Linked DNA regions of Rattus norvegicus: region 1 is linked to region 2. The links are chromatin contacts, called in public Hi-C maps. All regions are on one chromosome and are shown on one strand. The core of a region is the stretch at or near the end of the contact, and the rest is flanking DNA. Distances in the headings are between cores, read along the strand shown. Region 1 holds the start of Zcchc2 (zinc finger CCHC-type containing 2). Region 2 holds the start of Pign (phosphatidylinositol glycan anchor biosynthesis, class N).

Region 1 (3,621 bases), core at 550-3,049, 310 kb after region 2:
GGGTGCAGAGAGGGCCCTGAAACAACACCCTGTGGGGACGAAATCATCAAGCTGATAGAGGATAGCCTGACTTAAAGTATACTACGTGTTATTTATGTGTCACTATTAACTGCGTTTTCTACTTGGCAAAGATACAGAGACAAAAGTCATTATTACCAGCTGCAAATTTAATCCTGATGAAAAACGTGGATTGGGTGTCGTGAGTCTGTATTTAGTAACTGATGCAATGGGAAATTAAAGATGTAAAGATCAATTTGGAGGTAGACTATTTGCTCATTACATAATGAAGCATAGTGCTACTGTGCTTAGAGCATTTCATCCTAAGCTTCAGAAATGTGCCTAAGGCATCAGGCAAGAAAGGTAGACTCAGGATAGCTAATAGCTGAGGCATACTCCATTTAAGCTACACCCAAGAAGAGCATGAAAGAGAAAAACCACAGGATAGAGTAGCTTTCCCTTGTTTTCCTCAACCTAAAATGTACTGAGTAATTAGTACATTTCCATCTCTCAGCTTTATCACTGAAGCTGATTTAGGGTTCACCTCAGCCATATCCTAAATGATAAAGCCACTGAGTTGTGAGATAAAGGAGATTCCACATACTCTCTGTAGATGTCCCAGCACTCTCAGACTGCATTAATTTTCTCACGCTCCTTCTAAGGTTATGTAGTATGAGTTCCTAATTTAAAACTATACGGAAGTATAAAAAAAACAACCTACTTTTATTAAAAAAAATCCGGATTCCCCTGCCCCCCACTCCTAGGCACTAGATTTATGATTTATTTACAACCATGGACTTATAAACAGCATGTCAAGAACTCTTGATTGGTGGTCAGGCTCTAGCACAAGTGAGACAGACAGAAAGACGGTCCTGGTGGCTCTGAGAGGAATCACGGCACCTTGGGTTTTCTGTTGGTTTGCTTTTTAAATTTATTTTTATAGTTGCGCTATACATATCACTAAAAGAGAGTCATTTGGGGGCTGGGGTTTTTCAAACCTTAAAGATGTAATATCATTTAAAAACCTAAAACCCTGCCAAGACAGTAATTAATTAAATTGTTTTAAAAGAGTTACAGGAAATCCACACCAGCACTAGAATTGCAAATGTTCATGGATAGTAACTAAAAGGTAACTAATAAGTGATTCTGCAAACCATAGATTTGGGGCAGGAGGGTGTTCTTAAATTTAACCTTGCAAGCCAGAAGCAACCATCAGGCCAAGCGCCCCTACCAACAGGGTCCCCACGGCCGGATCTAAAGCCAGTCTAAAGCAGCACCTTGCAGCCAGCCTGGGCACCGGCGCTCGCCGCCCCAGACCACTCCACATCCCGACCTAACTCCCGGATCTGCGTTCCAGCGTCCACACCAACGGTCCAGGTGAAGTTTTAGAACGTGGTAATTATCCCCGGTGGCTGACTTTCGCGGAGTCCACTAGGCGGCGGGGCTGTGAACCCAGGGCGGTGGCTGACTCGAAGATGGTCTGCAGACAGATCTCTCAAGAAAAAGTAAGTCGATTTCCCTCCTCCCACGTGAACCTCGCCCACTTCTGCCGCTCCCGGCCGAGCTCACCTCGCCGTGGTCCCAAAGTCCCAAACTCACGTCCTCATTCTGCTGGAACTCACCAAGCATTAGGACCGCGCGGGACCTGCCAAAGCCTTGCGGCCTAGCAGGAGGTGGGCGTGGCCTCTCGGAGAGGGCGGCTCCCGGCAGGGGAGGGAGGCGGACGAGGAGCGCGCGTCACTCTAGCTCTGGACGTTGATTGGCTGGGGTGCGGTGCGCGGAGCCCGCCAGCGTCTCCGCCCAGCCCCTCTGCTCCTCCTCCTCGCCAAGCCGCTCTGCCAGCGCTGGCTCGAGAGGGAACCGCTCAGGCCGTCACCGCCAACCCGGTGCGGACGCGGAGAAGCCGGAAGGAGGACGCGCTTGTCGACTTGCTCCTCCCGCACCGGACTCCCCAGCGGGCACGGAGCCCAGGGGAGGAGCCGCCGCGGGCACGCCCCGCCTCCGGCCGGGACGAAGCTGCCGGCCGGCCACCGCCTCCCTTCCCCGGTCGGCGAGACCCGCCCCCGGCCCGCCCCGGCGGCATGGAGGGGCAACGTTCTTGACGGCCGTGCCGCCGCCCGGGCGCTCGGCTCCTCCCGCCGCCCCCGCTCCCTCGCTCGCATGTCCGCACCGCCTTAGCTGAGGATGCTGAGGATGAAGCTGCCACCGAAGTCCACGCACCCCAGCGAGCCGCCGCCCGACGCGGAGGAGCCCGAGGCGGACGCGCGGCCGGGCGCAAAGGCGCCGCCGCGCCGCCGCCGCGACTGCCGCCCGCCGCCGCCGCCGCCCACGGGCCTGCCACGGGGGCCCCCGCCGCCGCCGCCGTCGCCGCCCCGGGGGCTCGAGCCGCCTGTTGCTAGCGGGCCGACGGCGGGAGCGGGCATGCCGGGCGGCGGCGGGCACGCGGCGGCGCTGCGCGAACAGGAGCGGGTGTATGAGTGGTTCGGGCTGGTGCTGGGCTCGGCGCAGCGCCTGGAGTTCTTGTGCGGGCTGCTGGACCTGTGCAACCCGCTGGAGCTGCGCTTTCTCGGCTCGTGCCTGGAGGACTTGGCGCGCAAGGACTACCACTACCTGCGCGACTCAGAGGCTAAGGCCAACGGCCTCTCGGACCCGGGGTCGCTGGCCGACTTCCGAGAGCCTGCGGTGCGCTCGCGCCTCATCGTTTACCTAGCGCTGCTGGGCTCGGAGAACAGGGAGGCCGCCGGCCGCCTGCACCGCCTCCTGCCCCAGGTGGACGCGGTGCTCAGGAGCCTCCGCGCGACTCGAGTCGAGGGCTCGCGGGGCAGCGTGGAGGACGAGCCGGGTGGCGATGACGAGCAGGACGCGGAGAAGGACGGCCCCGGCCCGGAAGGCGGCGGCTGCGCCAAGCTCGGGACTGGAGGCGGGCTCGGCTTCAGGGCCCAGGAGGAACTGCTGCTGCTCTTCACCATGGCTTCCCTGCACCCGGCTTTCTCCTTCCACCAGCGGGTCACCCTGAGGGAGCACCTGGAGAGGCTCCGCAGCGCACTCCGGGTGGAACCGGAGGACGCGGAGGTGGAGCCGAGCAACTTTGCCGGCTCCAGGGCCCAGGTAAGGTGCGAAGGAGTGCAGTCGCAGCTCCGGCTTCCCCATCGGAGGCTTCGGAATCCAGCTCTGACCCCAGCCTCATGCAGGTGTCTCGGAATAACCACTCCGCGGCTCTCGGCCCGGGGTAGTCATAATTTTCTTGGGCGGCTCAGTTCCAGTCACCCACATGCATATAGAGCCACCCGCCATAACAGAATGATCTAGACTTCTCTAACGTGCACGAGTTGTCACGGAAGACTTGGAGCTTCCTGACCCTAGACCTCGGATGAGGAGTGTCGTGGGACATTTTGGGCTTTGGTATTTGGGCGCTAAGTGCAAGGGGAAAAGCCAAGCGCTTTGGGGGCGGGGGGGCTGTCAACCACGGTCTATCCCTGGATGGCCTGTTTCCTAGTCTCATCTTGTTTAAAACTGCCTTACCCCTTGGCACTCCCTGTGGCATAAGGGACTTTTCATACTTAGTATGTTCCAGTTAAGGTTTTGAATAGGTCTTTTGGCTTTTAGTTGGAGAACTTTGTATTC
Region 2 (3,558 bases), core at 1,028-3,527:
AGTGTGTGCATTAAACCTATTCCTATATGATACTGAGAGCTGAAGCACCCTATGGGAAGATGGATCTGCTGGTTTGCTGAGAGCCTGCAGTTAGAGAAACAAGCCCTGGTTACAGGATAGGAGCTAGAAGAAGTAACTGCAAGTTCTTTGTACTTTCGAACTCAGACCCTAATTCAAGCTGCTGCCTCTTTTTGTCCTACTGACATTACTTTTCCATGTTCTGCTAATCATTGACATCTATGTTTAAACACCTGCCAAATGTCCTCACTATTCAGTATTTCATTGATTAATAACTAACCATACTAAAATTTGTGGCCAACACTAACAAGAACATCCACAATTCTATGTACTTTCATTATCCCTCTGGGCAGATGAATGCAAGAGAGGCTGGGAGAATTTAGGCTCAAACATTTCCAACGACTCACAATAATTGATGTGTATGTGACAGGCACCCTAAATGTAGCTAAACGTCCCCATTACAAAGAAGAAAAAGAAAAAAAAATACACACTTCTTTCTGCTCATAGTTTTCCCATGCCATTCTCTCATCCTCCATTCCAAAACTTGGTTCCATTTTTAATCTCTTTGGCGATATCAAAGCAAGAACTGATAACCCCTTTTGCTAAGAAATGTGAAACACAATAAAATATTGCCATTCTATACTATTTTCATGTTACGGAGGATTTTTTTTCAGATTCATCAATAAATGGCACAGAACAGAATTTAGCCCAGACAATTGAAAGCTAAAAAACTTATTTAAAAAAAAAAAAAAAAGAACCTTACTATGAACACTATTTTTAAATTACAATATAGCAAGGGTCCTTATGGTCTTTTACCATTTGGGTTAACTTTCTTCCCATCTCCCAGTCTCCTATGCTCATTTAAATCATCCACCCAAACCTCCAGTCATATCACATATAACATATTTTAAAAGCTTCTAAAAAAAAGCCCAAACAACAATAACAACCAAAGAAAACATCTCAGAGCCTCATTGAAATGAAGCTTTAGTTTATTGTGAGACTGATTAAACTGAAATTAAAACCTTCACTTAACTGCTGCTGGCATAATTTACATGTTAACCAGTAACCAGACCAAAGGTTATAAACCAAATGCTCTATTTTTATTTTTCCACAAAGTTAAAGGAGATACTTTGCTTTAAAGTATACTTTACTTTGAAATAAACTTTAAAGGACATTACTGTGCTTCAATGTAACAGAGCAGATGGTTAGCACTGCTGGGTATTTTATTTTGTTGTCTGTTAGGAGGTGGTTAGTAAGAACTTAAAGAATTCCAAAACCAGGAAAAAGTGGCAATCTGTGCCTGGCAAAATAGAAGTTATCAGGGTTAGCAGTCTAATAACGACAGGGAAACTTCCTCTTACCACCTCAAACTAAAATGAAGGAATAACATAAAGAATATAAGATCTTCCAAATCTACGTATATAGTTATGTGCTAAATGTTTCATAAAGGCAATCAAATTTCTCTACAGCATACAATTTTTAAAAATCGCTATATTTGATTGATCTACAATGAAAACCTCGATTCTAACCTAAATGAACTCAATAAGGTCTCAGGAGATTCTGGAAAAGAATGGTTTTGGACAAAAAATAGGTGATACTAGTTCTAATGTGTCCTAATGCAGTGGACCTGACCAGGTCATTGAAGCTGCCCAGACTACTTTACTCACTTGCACTGGAGAGATAGCGCTTAATAGTTTGAAAAGTTCCTTTGATCCAAACTGTATGTTAATCTCCAAGGGTTTACAGAGTACTTAGTTTGTCGTCCAAGTCCAGGCTGTTCACAGATAAGTGCAAAGGCATCTCGAAACTCAGAAGTTGCAATTTCCGTACAGGCTCTATCTGCACCTTGCAGCTTTCTAGGTCCTACTCCCGAACGGAGGGGACGGGAAGGAGCCGTCGCTTAACTAGAAGGAGGCCATGCTGTCGCCAGACCTCCAAGTGAGAGAGCAGATGGCTGGGAAACTACGGAAGAGCAAAGAAGCCAGATTCTGACCACTGCCCAAAGCACTTGCTATCTGGGCGGAGACAGCAAACAGCGACAAAAACTGAAGCGTGAAGGGAGAAGCAGGCGTGGGGACACCTCAAGTGCAAGGGTCCCAAGACTTTACCTGCGACTTATCCGCCTCAGGCCCAGTTTGGGAATGAGGCCTCCTCAGAACGAAGGCAGGACCCAGGGCCCTGAAAGATCTCGGAAGGGTTCCCTTCAACTCCCTCAAACCAAGCCGAACCCCTCAGACACAGCTCTACTCCTCAAAGGAACGCCCCCAACATGCCCCAGGTTGTTCTCGCGAGAACGGTCTGGCTCCTGTAGCTCCAGCCAATCCGCGAGTGCTTTGTGGGCAGGGCCTTAAGTTTGAGTGCCGAGCGGTTCCTTCAATCTTCCTACTCCTGGGCCTGAGGTGGGTGGGGCTGAGGCGGGGACGGGGCGGGGCGAAGGTGGGACCAAGCCAGTTCTCGCGAGACTAGAGACCAGGAAGACGCCTGCAGAGTCGGCTACCGATGCAGCGGTGGCTGAGGCTGGAGGTGCTGCTGCATCCCGGACTCCTGCCTCCCAGTCTGGCCTAGTCCCTAGGTGAGGAGAGGCGCGGCCAGCCTGGGCTGCCTAGTTGGTCAGTGGTTCTCAGGACCCGACGGGAATTCAGGCTGAGTGCCTGTCGGGCCAAGTAGAAAAGCACCCACACTCCTGACAGAATAAGATGGCGGCAATGGCGCCGGGAGGTGGTGGCAGTGGTAGCGGCGTAAATCCTTTCCTCAGCGATTCGGATGAGGACGACGACGAGGTAGCGGCGACCGAGGACCAGCGGGCAGGACTTCGGCTGGGTGCTGGGGTCGGCCTAGATCCTGGTTCTGCAGGCTCGCTGTCGCCTCAGGACCCCATGGCCCTGGGAAGCAGCACGCGGCCGGGGCTCCCTGTGGAGGCGTCAGCTGCTCCGGGGGCTCTGGCGGGCAGCGGAGAGACCCCTTCCCGATTGTCAATCGATGCCATCGCCGCTCAGCTGTTGCGCGATCAGTACTTGCTGACTGCCCTGGAGCTGCACACCGAGCTGTTGGAGAGCGGCCGCGAGCTACCACGGCTGCGCGATTACTTCTCCAATCCTGGCAACTTCGAGAGGCAGAGTGGGACCCCACCAGGGGTGGGGGCGCCTGGGATCCCCGGCGCATCCGTCGTTGGAGGCGCTGGAGGTCGGGAACCGAGTACGACGTCGGGCGGAGGACAGCTCAGTAAGTAGGCGTAGCCTGTCAGACCTGCAGTTGGGGGAGTTAGAGTTACTGTGCAGTTGAAGGGTATTTGTGGGCGGGTTCCGAGTCTAGGGTCGTTTTGAAAATCGAGACTAGGTTGAGCGAGATGAGAGGTATCCTATGTACGGAAAGCGAAAAGATCCTACTGTCGCTCTTCTTTGTATTGGTTTCTGATCTCTGGCAGGTGTTGCACTGCTCCTGGCTCCCTATTGGTGTTGGGACCTATAACATGAGAGTTTCCAGTTTATTGACTATTAAGGCGCTCTACAGAGCTTCCTTATTACTTGGGCATTTTTCTCG

The links. A called contact is a pair of places that touch in the nucleus more often than the background predicts.
Region 1: a Hi-C map of frontal cortex shows a contact between it and region 2, with 1.9 times the contacts expected there. The contact joins the promoter of Zcchc2 here to the promoter of Pign in region 2.

What each region holds. Positions count from the first base shown.
Region 1 is chr13:22,632,372-22,635,992 of GRCr8, forward strand. It overlaps Zcchc2 (zinc finger CCHC-type containing 2), which reads left to right and starts at 1,800. Exons shown (of 14, transcript NM_001122677.4): 1 at 1,800-3,105. The coding sequence starts at 2,182.
Region 2 is chr13:22,319,067-22,322,624 of GRCr8, forward strand. It overlaps Pign (phosphatidylinositol glycan anchor biosynthesis, class N), which reads right to left and starts at 2,278. Exons shown (of 31, transcript NM_001100584.1): 1 at 2,127-2,278. Relch (RAB11 binding and LisH domain, coiled-coil and HEAT repeat containing) reads left to right here and starts at 2,476. Exons shown (of 29, transcript NM_001134546.1): 1 at 2,476-3,240. The coding sequence starts at 2,715.